Linked DNA regions of Salvelinus alpinus: region 2 is linked to region 1. The links are chromatin contacts, called in public Hi-C maps. All regions are on one chromosome and are shown on one strand. Each heading gives the region's core, a stretch centred on a gene start, on an enhancer-like site or on the middle of the called end of the contact. The rest is flanking DNA. Distances are from core to core; before and after follow the strand shown.

What was found. Hi-C and Micro-C count contacts between places; a contact is called where the count stands out from the background.
Region 2: a contact with region 1 is called in a Hi-C map of red muscle, with 10 times the contacts expected there. The contact joins the promoter of LOC139581149 here to the promoter of LOC139581147 in region 1. A contact is called at or near these places in 2 of 3 Hi-C or Micro-C datasets (muscle and red muscle).

The regions. Positions count from the first base shown.
Region 1 is chr7:51,736,509-51,743,315 of SLU_Salpinus.1, reverse strand. It overlaps LOC139581147 (nanos homolog 1-like), which reads right to left and starts at 3,538. Exons shown (of 1, transcript XM_071410610.1): 1 at 1,052-3,538. The coding sequence starts at 3,406. The coding sequence ends at 2,726. The region is part of intron 2 of LOC139580223 (a long non-coding RNA gene); the gene reads right to left.
Region 2 is chr7:51,888,755-51,895,561 of SLU_Salpinus.1, reverse strand. It overlaps LOC139581149 (transcription factor LBX2-like), which reads right to left and starts at 2,377. Exons shown (of 2, transcript XM_071410613.1): 1 at 1,578-2,377; 2 at 1-868. The coding sequence starts at 1,902. The coding sequence ends at 426. LOC139581150 (a long non-coding RNA gene) reads left to right here and starts at 6,567. Exons shown (of 2, transcript XR_011676153.1): 1 at 6,567-6,807.

The DNA of each region.
Region 1 (6,807 bases), core at 2,289-4,788:
GCCTCTACTGACTGGGACCACGCCCATAAAGCAGACCTATAATAGAAGTGCCAAATTATGGTAATAAGAAGCATCATTTGTTTACTGTTTAAACTCATTACTTAACACATAAAGCTATAATCCATAGAATCCATCCTCATACTATGTACAAAGACTATTATCTGCATAGTATAGGTTTACAGTATGCTATTAACAGGCAACCATTTCCCATCATAAAATCATGTAAGATATGCATCTCATAAATGGTGGAACTAACTAGATTACTCAAATCCTGTTTGCAGCACAGCTAATGGGGTGGGGTGGCAGGGGAATAGGGCCTGTTATGGCGGCCATGTTTGTCTGAAATGATACCCGCCAGGCTTTTTCCCCACCACTGTTCTCCGAGAGATAAATCCCTGTTGCACTTAGTATTCATCCATTTTTAATGCAGGGCCCCATCTGGAAAATGAGAGGGAGGAGGAGAGGAGAGGGAGAGAGGGAGAGTAGAGGGCTGAGAGGTGTGGATGGCTGTGCTCAAGGCTTCACAACAGTCCCCAAGTGCCTACTGTAATGTCTGCCTTCTGAATTCCCCTTTTCTCAAAAGGGGTCCAGAAGTTATGGGCTGCTGGCTCCTGCCATTCCAGAAATAGAAGGTGGAGAGGCTAGGAGAGGGGGAAGTTATTCAATAGTCTTCAGTGCAAACATGATCCGTGTTGAATGGGGAGGCACACAGGCTTGGACATTCCAGAGTGGGCAGCCTTCATAAACAACAGGCAAGTGCTTGGAACAACCATGGGGCTTTGTTTGTCCAGCTGAGATTGGCTCTCAAGCAGAGAGACTTTGACTTCTAGAGCCGAGGAAGATAGCTCCCCCCATCTGTTGAAGTATGGACTTTAAAGTTGTGTGGGCTGAAACAATGACAGATAGGGCCAAGAATGATATGTGCAATCTTTAATGGTATTTTCAAGCCTACATTGAATATCTAGCAATAGCAATCGCATACTGTTTATGTAAACTGGTGAATGAGGTATGTCTATCAAGTTGATCAATAAAATCAAGGCATGAGCTAAAATATTTGATGAGATGTTTATTTCTCTAATTAATTCATATCATTTATTCTGCACAGGCAGCATACATGGAAATTGTGGTAAAATACAAATAACAAAGTTCAACAGTGTTAATTTTCTAATTTCATTTAATCAGAAACCTTATATTAAAAGTGGCAAATTGTCAATGGTTTTCAATAGATTCCATTCTCTTGCACACACCCTCAAGAATGTAACATTGAACAATTAAATTTAAAAAGTACGGATATCACTATGCACAGACCCTCACCTTTTTGGCGAAGAATGCTTGAAGCTTATTGGAAATTCACTTTTGTCATGTTTGAATGCAGGAAAAAAAATACAATTATGTTATACAAAGATCAAAAATACTATTAAAAACCCTTATTATAAATGGCAGCACTATATTAATAAACTGCTGTTGACATTTTACATGTAAGTACAAAATCCTGTTGAGGTAGAACCCTCTGAAGTCACTTGAAATGTTAAAATGCTGAATAAACGTCACTCAACTTTATATACAATACTCTCTTCCTCACTTCACTTCATTAAAATTGTATAATCCTTTGGTAAACATAACTGTCAGAAATGTGTAGTCCTGCAACTGACAACTTTCCATCGTACATTCACAATAGTTTTGCATGTTTTTGGATTGATTCAGGGAAATAATGCAAAAAGGGGCTAATACATTGGTTTTTAGAAAAGCTTGTTTAATAACATTCATTTGCGCTATCCAACTGTTTTCTCAAAGTGAATTGTCCTCCTGACTCTACTATTGCAGAGCACTCCTTGAATCCCCAGTGCAGTCCTCTGTTGAAGACTTTTTGGGGGTAGACCAAAAAAACAACATGCCATTGTTGATTAAAAAAAAGACTGCATGAAAGAGATACCTACAAGCAATTATATCCAGTGTGTTACCCTCTCTTGGTAATGTAAACATCAAGGGTATCTCTTATTTGGGTAATGATTATTCATAAGCCTGGGTGATGAAACCAACTGCTGTGTGACATGGGGGATGAAAGTCATTTGGCTTGGCTATTATTGACTATGAAGTTACACAGAAAATACCAGGCCATAACAGAGAATTCATTGTCTTGTTTTTTTCATGCAACAGATATTAAATCAGAGCAAGTTTAAAACTGTGTTGTGGAGTAGCAGACAGAGGAGTGGGCCTCAAAGTGCCATACCTTGTTTTACAGACATCTTGAATGGACATTGCTTTCATTCATGAACATTCTTAGCTTGTTTAATAGCATACACAACTTTGGTTTTCAAAGACAAAAGAAATAGCTAGTAGGCTAAGCTTACAGTAAAACTTACTGGCAACATGACAATCACACCCTCACGCCCTGCTAAATCCATGTTCCCCGCAAAACACTCAGCATTTATTCACACATTGTGATTATGAATATAGGTAAATTTCAATGAACACTCAAATAGCTACACACTATCAGAAAATAAATTCAATGTATAACGAATAAAATAATCTATGTGAATAAAGCAACTATAAAAATATAAGAGATTTTGGAAAAAGAATAACATCGGTATATTTTTTTTGTTTACGAAATCATGTAGCCTTAGCAGTTAGGACTGGGATATGCTATAGCCGCAATCGAAACAGTCATCTGAAAATTGTTCAGTGCAATTCAATTTAGTTTCTTTGCTCGTGTAAAAATCTATCTCTAGAATATTTTCATTCGTTTACCACCCACTGCCCTCCCTCCCTTTAATGGTCGCTGGGCTGGTTGATCTTTGGAGAGTGGACAGTACTTAATTGTGTGCGCATTATCACCATTGGCGCTACAAAGAGGGCATGTATAAGCGCGAAGAATGGGGCACACCACCCTCCCGTCCGGTGTCTTCAGAACGTGGGAGCCATACACCTCCTCCGGTGCACCATTATTCCTGCAGAAGACACAGATTTTGGGCTCCTGTTTATTCCTCGACGTTGGCTTGCGCATCTTCCTCTCCACTCCGAACAGGTCAAATCCTGCAAAGCTTCCCCCGAAGCCCAAGTCCCGGTCTTGTAGTGGGACACCACCGATTTGGTTTTGGAATGGGCTCAGAATTGAAAAGCGCTCCTTCAAGTCCAGGATGGAGGTAGGCAGGGGGCTCACAGATGGACAACAGCAGTCCAGGTGTCCGCCTTCACTACTGCCCGAGATTACGCACGCACATGCTGGGGAGTCATCCAAACCCAGAGTTGCTTTCAGGGACTCGGTGATGGAGTTCGGGCTTTCGGGCATCATGTGCTTGTTATTCTTCGTGACCAACGTCGACAGACCCAGATAGTCGTTCCAAAAATTAAATGTATAGTCATATGGGTTGCGCGCACTCAAATAGTTATGATTGAGAAAATCCATGATAGTTTCTCGTTTCTATGCACAAACACCAATATAATCCTCGAAATTTACTGCCAGAGTTCGTTTCCAGGGTGGTTGGTGAACTGTGGTCTGCTCCAGTGTTCTTGTGTTAAACGCTTGTACAACAGGCTTGCTGTTTATAAGGAGTCGGGGAAAGCTGAAAAGAGGGCGGGGCTCTCTTCTCAAAACAAGTTTATGATCAGGTTGAAGCGCAGTCTTTCTCTTCAAGGGTAGGTTTGGGAAGCGCGAAACAAATCCAATATGGTCCGAACTGGCAGAGGTTGGTTGGAAAACACCCTCATATCATAATCACACAGCAAAGCCTACACCGAAATATACTATTGATTTCACCGTTTTTGAAATGGTTGCATTACGCACCAGTCATCTCTGTTCAGAGCAGTGAACGCCAGTACACCCGTAGCTTTACAGTACGGAAGGATTTGGCTAAGCAGTCAACGCATCGTTCTCTGTTTGTCCCGGGCAGCACAGTATTAATAGCCTACATTGAGGATGGGGAGTTCATTTTGGGTGCGATGTCAAAACCTACTCAAATAGCTTGCATACACATGTTTGTGCGCATTTCTGGTGCACACTTGAACCCTTTCAAGACCATGCACGCACACAAGCCCTTTGTTCCTAGAGCACCCTCTCTACCACAGTGATACAACATTTCCCACCTGACACTTGTCATATCACTGACAATTTCACATAGGCGATGAGCTGGATACTATGATAACAACAGCAATGCCATATCATTTTCTGTTATATGTAGGCTTATGTCCATACTATGTCGTTCAATATAAGGTTAGCCAATTTGAACTTTCACTGGATGGATGTAGTGACTATGATATACTGTAACACTTATGATTAACCAAATTGGCATAAGGTATTCCCCACAGCAAACTACAGTATTAGAATTAAATGATACATATTTGTCACTGATATCATGATTATCCCCATTTAGTAGACCTACAGTGTATTTTGGAAGGGTAGTGGTGATTTCGTAGGTTATATTGCAGACTACTGTGCTTGTCATACTGTAGGTTGTCAGTAGATTTACTTTGGTATTCCCCTTTTAGAGTGTTCCTGCTGTGGCTTTGGCACTGTGTGAAAAACCTCCTCCATCAAGCCACATTGTTCTACAAGCTGAGGGCTGAATGAAGGCAAACTGTGTTGCCCTTTAAGCCACCCTCTCCAATCCCCCCTCCCTGAGTACAGAGCCCTAATGATCACAGATAAATGTCACTCACATTTATACAGTGGCATAGTCCTCATTTGCATATTTGACTATATTCAAGCAACAAAGAGAGGAGGACGGGGAGGCAGGAGCATATACAGAGTTGACAAGGTGCATGCAGGGAAAATGATGGATCCGCAAAACACAAAAGTCTCCGAATAGAATCTCATCCTCCATTATAACTTTATCTTATGGATCGACCAAAATGGAACAGAGATACAGGTGTAAATTGGAAAGTACACAAGTGGAATGAATAATGTGAAAGTATAATGGAAGACAGGGTATAATGGGATATATAGGCAGAGGGTATTGGATTTAGGCTAGCACTCTCACAGGCCAGTAGTCTATTATCAGGCTAGTATTCTATTGTGGACTGCATTCCCTTTGAAATAACAACATCATGTCATTTCACTCCTCTGCCACTGGGGGACTGTGTGAGCCCAGTGGATCCTAGTTAGGATGACATCATCAAGCTTCTGCGCAATGCAACAGTTGACCCATAACCCCAAAAAGTCATCCCATGATCCTTGATGGTTCTGTGTTCGCTACCGGAAACCTATGATCATACAACATACCCTACTAATGAATATAAGTGTCCACTTACATTGACTGGAGCCATGACATGAGCAAAATACCTGCAATGGTTAATTATTATTTGTAATTTAACCTTTATTTAACTAGGCAGGTCAGTTAAGAACAAATTCTTATTTACAATGAAGACCTCCCTCAGCCAAACAACACTGGGCCAATTGTGCACCGCCCTACGGGACTCCCAATCACAGCCAGATGTGATACAGCCTGGAATCAAACCAGGGACAGTAGTGACACTTCTTGCACTGAGATGCAATGCCTTAGACCACTGCGCCACTTGGGAGCATAAAACATGTAGGTTTATTCTACATGAAAGTTCACTAATATGAGCAAAAACATGGGTAGATTTTAAAATAATGTAATTGTTAATGTTGCTCTATCATCAGGAAGTCGTATAACTCTTATCACATCAAACATCGCATACATTTCACAGTAAAATGTACCTAACGTAGCAGGCGTAGAAAGACGCCTGAGCGGAGTCCTTACTTCCGTTTTTCAGGGGAAACAGAAGTTAGGTAAAAAAAAAAAAAAAAAGACTGTATCCCTGAAAATCAATCAAGCAACTCAGAGTACCATTCTGTACTGTAATCTACTCTAACTGCTGCCAGCCTTCTCCATGATTAACTACCTGAGTCTGGAATGTGAGAGCAGGACTCTTTAAACAATGATAACATATAAGTGACTGCAGTTCTAATTAAAAGTGCAGGGGAGGTTGTTGAAACGTGTCCAATTTGGAGGATTACATCTATTTTAAGGAAATTCAATAGAACTACATACCTTGCTGTTAACTGAGCTGAAAAGTAATAAAATAGGAACTAATAGTTGGTATAAATGTTTTCAGAAGCTTGTTTTCCCAGTCGCACATAAGAGAGGAAGGTATTGATCTTGGAGGATCTAACCCATTGAATTTTCCCAAACTTTTACCCACTATGCATACATAATGTATATTATCCTTGACTCTTTTTCCAGTGCAATATAGAGCCTACCCTACAAGCCGATTTGATTCCCGTGTTTCTGCATCTCGACAGTGTAACTAAAATATTCATGGGCCCATTATTACTTAATTTGATTTTGACTGAGGAGGATTAATACTCATCCATTAATATAAAATTCTCTGGCTGCGTTGAGGTAGCACGAGCCTATCAGACAAGGAATCAACTGAATGATCTATGGCGCTAGAATGGGGGCTGTGGCTGTAAATTGATTAGGGACTCAAACTGAATTAGAGCTCATCAAACAGGTATTTGCTGACCCAGTAACTAATTTGCGTTGCAATACAATACGTATTGTTTTGCCCAGTAGTGCAAGTGTGAACATTTCCCCCATTTCCCCCATTACAGATGTGAATTTACATTTCAAAATTCCCATTGATTGTGCTGGAGATGAATTATGCAATTTAATTTCATCTGTATATACCTCTCGCTGAAGTTTGAAATGTTTTGCAACAATCTTAATTTGATTCACAAATTACATTTTATAATCATATATCAAATCTGTTGTATGTAGAAGTAAGTTGTTCTGGTAAGAGCATCTTTTAAATGACCAAAATGTAATGTAAATGTATAATTCTTCC
Region 2 (6,807 bases), core at 1,128-3,627, 150 kb before region 1:
TACATATCCTAGACCCCAATTTTAATCTAGCCCAATACATTTTTTTTCAGTTATGGGCATTTTGTAGAAGACGTGGGCCTAACCTTGGGCACATTCGAGTTTTTGGTTGATGTCCTTTAGCAGCTGAATGTGGATGAAAAGTTAAATAATTGCCCCCCACCCCCAGCGTTAAATGTACATACACATTTTGCAGTCATGATCCTGTACCAAAACACTAAGTATTTTTCATATCCAATTAAAATAAAGATGTAGGCTATTCCTCAAATAATTTGGTGAAATTGAAACAGAGAAGGCTTTACAGTCCTATTAATAAATTAAAATGGAGAAGAGTAGAAAGTAAACTTTCCTTTTTTAGTTTCACTTCTCCCGTCGTCAATATCCGTGCAAAAGTTAAAAATGCCCTTTCTTAAAACATGGGCCTACTGTCAATCGTCCACCTCAATCTCTTCGTCCTCCTCTGAGAATTCGTCCGTGGTTTGATCTCTGGATGAAGAGGGGGACTGTGGAAATGCTCGGTGTCCTTGTGACGACGGGGAGATGCTTCCTTGCGGGTCGTCAATGTCTTCTTCCATGGTGACTAGCTTTTGCAGGGTTTGTGGTGGTATTTTCTTGAGCGACTCCACGTCCGCTTTCATCTCTTCCAAGTCTCTCTTGAGCTTGGCCCGTCTGTTCTGAAACCAGGTGATGACCTGAGCGTTGGTTAGCCCCAGTTGCTGAGCTATCTGGTCTCGATCGGCCGGAGACAGGTATTTCTGGTACAAAAAGCGCTTCTCGAGTTCATATATCTGATGGTTGGTGAAAGCTGTCCGGGACTTTCTCCTCTTTTTTGAGGTCTGCCTCTGTCCAAAGGCGTTCACATGCTCACGACCTTTAGGGAAACCAAAATACAGTCACTCTCCAAAACAATATCAGAACAACATGTCTACAAACGTCCTCAAGTGTGCCATGATTAGCAGCTTTGTTATTGAGGCTTTTTTTTAATAGGGTTACAGATGCAAAGCAGATGCAAACTATTTTTGTGTATGGCCAATTGTGGTGATGGGTATGGTTTGGTAATAACTTGTGGGCAGCATTCCATAGAGCCATATGAAATGAATGACATGTATGTTTTACATTGCCCATGCATCATTAGGATTAACATGGCTGTCAATATCAGGATCTAAATAAATATAATTCTACTAAATCAAACAGCCTATAAAACGTTGCAACTTAATTTAATGTTACACCAGGAAGCACAATAGAGAATGTCGGTTTAGAGGCCTGCTTTGCCAGCCAAATAAATTGCAGGTTTCCTTATACTGGTGTTTAGTATCTAACAAATCAACTCAAATGCTGAAATAATAGCCACGGATAGATTGCATCGCACAGGCATGATTGTTTGGGGAATTTAGGCTTAGCAATAGCTTGAGACATAGCCTATTGCAATGCCTTTAAAAAACACAAGTTTGACAACAGTTCACACAACCAATAGGCTATCAACAATAGCTATTGGAGATTATGCATATTTGGTTAATACAATCACTAACTGAATCTGTACATGTACATTATTAAAACGTCATGTCTATTGAAATCCTTACCTTCAGCTGCTTGTATAACGCTGACTTCCAGACCTTTAAATGTTTTGCTGGCTAGTTCCTCCAGAGCGCATAACGGCGAAGAAGGAGTGGTAATACCGTTCCTTGCTGCGTTTGAGCCGGACACTTTTTCAATAACTCTCGGTGGACAGAGATTAGCAACTGATTTCTTCACCGAGGGTTTGTTTAGAATATCCTCAATACTGAACGGCGTCAGTGGCTTGTTGGAGTTGGCCGGGGGTGGAAGCTGGTCCAAAGGACCCCGTCTCCTCTCCTCGCTGCTGGACTGCAACACGGAGCCTGCCTTCATGTCTTTACTGGAGGTCATCGACAATCCAAAGGAATTACTGCTGACAAAGGCTGATTATTTCATTCAAATGCTAGTTTAAACGTCCACGAGTGTTTCCTTCGATTCGCGTCTTCTTCACACCCCACTTTTTTTTGTATCACTTTCAGTCGAATCTTGCAACTTCACTTGTCTGAAATGTTTCCTCCAAAATAACCATGCTTCGGGCGTAGGCTGCAGTTTCACAGGCAACCGAATTGTATTCCCTTCCAGAGAGAGACAGTACCTCTGCGAAGTTCCATGAAGATCTTTAGAAAGTTTAACGGGTAGTGGCTGGGGGGCGATTCCTGCGAGGAATAAGCTGTCTCAAGGAACAAGAAAAAGCAAGCAACTGCTAACGAGTTATTGTTGATTGGGCGAAGTTCAATTAGAGAAACACTACACTACTTGCTGACCCGCTGCTGCGTCTTAAAGGGCCAGACCAAAATAACTAATTGGACGCGGGAATAGGAGGAGTGTCGCCTCAGTGTTGGGGATGTTTGAGGAGAGGGTGATGGCTTGAAATGTTTATGCATTTCAAGCCATCACCCTCACCCCACGCCCCCCTTCCCACAGGCAACATGTTCCCCGTGTATTTCTCTGGGAAGGGAGTTGATGCTCATTAAACAATGCCACAAGCATTCTTGTGAATAATGGTATTATTATTACAGTACACAGTACGTCTAATTGACCATTAAAAAAAGTTTCAGTATTGCCACCATTTGTAGCTTAATCATGAAAAATTATACGAGATTTGAAAGCACTTATGATTCGAAGACAAAAGGGTTAGGTGTATAATGTAAGTGCTAGTAACCACAAGCTTGACCAGGGTACATTAAACTCTGCTCACTGCACAACTAGCCTAATTTAGAAATCCCCCCTGCAGAAAATCAAGCAATATAGTAGGTAGGCCTAACCCAAATACAGTAATATGCCATTTTGTGACAAATGTGCATTATTATTAGGCTACTAATGTGTTATTATTATGTTTTGAGTGCATTGTCTTATTAACAACTGTTTTCTAGCATTGTACAAAAGTTAGCCTGCATTATAATGAACATTCCATGTTAGCATGCTCATTAAGTTTCAAGCACAAAGCATAGACGTGTTATCCTTCCTGTCGTGAGGTTATAGGCTTTATACGTTTTGGATCTTTTGGGAGAGGAACGGCTTCAAGAAAAACCTTAACCTTTAACCTTTTTTCTGCCCATCAGTTATCGGTGATTTATTATTATTATTATTTTTAAGTAGTTATACTATTATCTATTCTAGCCGTATAGGAAGCTAATGAGACAACCTGGGAATGATTAGGAGAGAAATAGTGAATTTTAGGACAGTGTCGAATTGCACTATAATGCGCCATAAAATGTCATAGAATAGCATGCTGATAAATATGACGCGTGACAATACTTTGTGATATGTTGAGCTCGCAGGTAAAGAGACGCGACACAGAAGAGTTGTCACGCTCTCATTCTCTCCCCTTCGTTAATGATGTGAATAATAAATTCTGATGATGCAAGGGCTATACCATGTAAGGGTAGATCATAGAATGAAAAAGGGGTACGTTCGACAGCAACGAGGAGCAGGTAGGTTGTGTGTTGTATATCCATTGAGCAGAATGACTTCAGAATTTTACACTAACAAGTATGGTAGACCTAGAATATGCATGCATTAATCGTTCGTTAAATATTTTTCAAATCGGTTTAACGATAATCTTCGAAAATTGTTTTATGCAGCCTATAGCCTATACTATTCATCTGAAGTATGAAGATGTATGCTAATGGTTTCAATAATAGCCTATTGCAATTACAAATAAGTAATGTGTTTAACAGGAATTGTGTCTTTATGCTTAGGCCTACAGCGAAATGTTATTTGTATTTTCGTTTATTAAAATATAATATATTGAGAAATGTGTATTATATTTTTTATATATAAACGTTCATTGTTTATGGCGCACACAGACTATCCAAAAATGTAGAATCTTAGCCTATTAATTCAAAAAAGGGACACATTTTGCATGAAATAGGACAATATCCCCATATGAATATAGAATGCTTTTCCCAATTATTTTTTTCTAATAAAAATAAATTCCACTGGCATGTTTACAAACTGCTGGAGAATTATTTTTATTATTATAGTATTTTATTCCGCACATTAACACCGTGCTCTCTGCAGAGTGATAGACAGATTTACAAATCAGAGGTGGCAATTCTGAACTTATTCCCACACCCCTCACGGCGCGTGTCAACAAAATCAATTATTATCTATTTCAAACCCGAAATATATTGACAATGCCCAATGTCGCTGTTATTTAGTAGTTTTATAAATAATCGATTGAAATGGTAAATGCATTTCTTACATGAACCATTAACAGAATCGAGCCTTTGCAGAAACATCGTACTGTTCGTGCTAACACCATATGGTGACATTCGTGTGGGGACGAAACCAGGCCAAATAACATTAGAGTTATACAACTGCACGAGATTCGATTAGCTTAGATGGAAACCCGCCGTCTTGGGTGTCATTCAGCAATATTGATGGGGATGTGTTCTTATTAAACAAGGGATACTTCATTTGAAGGGCTCAATTGAATCCAACCAACATTATACAATTGCAGAGTGGTTTTAGCTGCAAATATCATGAGGTACAGACTTCCCCCACATGCGTCAATTTAGGCCTTCATTAATTTTCCTCTTTCAAAAAAACATCATCAGTAGGCCTATCACACTAACAATGTGTTGCTTCATCTCATGATTTGAAGGATATAGCCGAGCTCAAATCCTTCTCAGTTAAGCCTACCCAGGCTTAGGCCATCCATCGCATTTCTTTAACAACACGACAATTACAGCCTGATAACTATAAAGCAATGTCTTGTTACTGATCAACAATTTTAACATTTTAAATGTTTCTATTTGGTTGCAGCGATGTCTCTCAAACAACGAGTTCGTCTTCACATGCTGTGATATTTTATGTCGAAGTGGAAAATCTTTCAAATCTTTTACAATTGCAGTATAACCTTAGGTATGCTTACATTTACAGGATAACTTGGAAATGGAGACGAACCCACCCAACCATGCTTACCGATGTGTCAACTATTAGGCTATGTCGTCTCGATGTAAAATAGTTAATTTTGTACTAACAGACAATTCAGGGTGTAGGCCTATGCAGGACAAATACATCATGTAACGTTGCTGTGTTAATATCAGGCTTCTTTCAAAAATAGATAGTTGCACTCTATGCCAAGCAAGAACACAGCGGAGGGCCAACGAGCCATGGAGTGACGGAAAGAATGGGGTGTTATATTTCCCTCAAATGTAGCAAGCATTAATAGTTCTAAAGATAAGTCCACCGATATCTTTTTTTCCAAACTTGTTTCCTATGGTCTTTACGGTCTCAACCGGAGCAGTGCTAATTCGAAAGGTTTTCTTTGACTTAATTGAACCGTTAATTAGAAACAGAACACCTGACATCATAAATCATCAACTCGTAGGGGAGTTGCGTTTTATATTAGGCATAGCTCGATCTCGTCACTCCCCGGAGCCGGTCCCCTATACGTCACATATTGCTGCTCATGGCCACTCAATTTTCCTTGTAGGGCCTACAGTGAAGATTTGTTGGGGCTGGCTATTGGAAAGCCGTATTCAGACTATCAAAATATCATCGCCAACTGGTCTTTGGAATAACTGCGGACATAAACAGTTGGTTTTGAATGTTGATTTTCTGATTCTTTAGGCTCCACTGTAGGGCTTTTTGGTGATGCTTTGCAGATGTTCGAGAAAATAAAGTACCCTGACCTGGTACTTCAATAAACTAAAACTGGAGAAGAACAGGCCTTGTTCCATCAAATCGTAAAATAAGCATAAATTATGCAGGTGCATTGATTTGTCCATTTACATTTTCTCTCTGTCCATGCTTTCAAACAAACTATTTGAGATTTATATTTCATCACCAATATCATTTGGCTTTACAATATAGTGAAACTTGGGACGCCCATGGCAATACAACTGTTGATGTGCCACATTTGGATGTCATTCAGGTAGCTTGGCGTATTATATTTATTCGTCACTCTTTCCATGTTCTTTACTGAATCCTGTTGCAAAACAAAACAGCTGTACTAACAGCGTAAATATAACATGATACAGGAACGCACATTTAACGTGGGCGCAATATAGAAGGTTACACGTATGAGTGATAAATGCTTACAGGGAAAGAGAGAGGGCTTGCTGAGTTGGCATCAGAAAACAATGAAGCAATAATATAGACGAAATAATGGTCAGGATATTGTGTGATTTCCTCTCCCCATTCAATCATTATTTTATAGGCATAGCAATTCATTACCAATATTGTAAAATGTAAACTGTAAATAGATTATTTATGTATTATTATCAACATGAAAAATAATGGTAGGCCTACTACTAAGAGTGCAGTCATTCACAACGTTCTGTCACTACTGGAATCACGATTACGACATTCCTTGACAAACCTGAGAAGAGAGCAAATTGCATAATTGTAGCCGATTTCCATCAAAATGGTAGTATACATTTAATATTTTTTGGGGGAAATGTAATCTAACATCATTATTGACTTCCCCTATTTTCTCTCCACTGCCAGAAATACGTTACACAAGCTTTATTGAACGTAGCGATCATTTCAAGCACCACTGCCTTTTCAAGAAAACAAATGCAGTCAATCGTCTGGGTAAATGTAGCCTAAGCTTTGAGTTGCTCGTGCGTTCTAACAATAATCAAGGGTAGCCTAGTACACAACACATCATAATCATACTTTGTCACCTCTGAATAGGAGAGAAAGTGACTGAGCACATAAATAATCCCCTGCGGTGTGTGTTTGTGAAAACTGGGAGTGAGAAAGAGGCTTGTGCGCGCGCGCGTACATGACAGGTTATGTGCA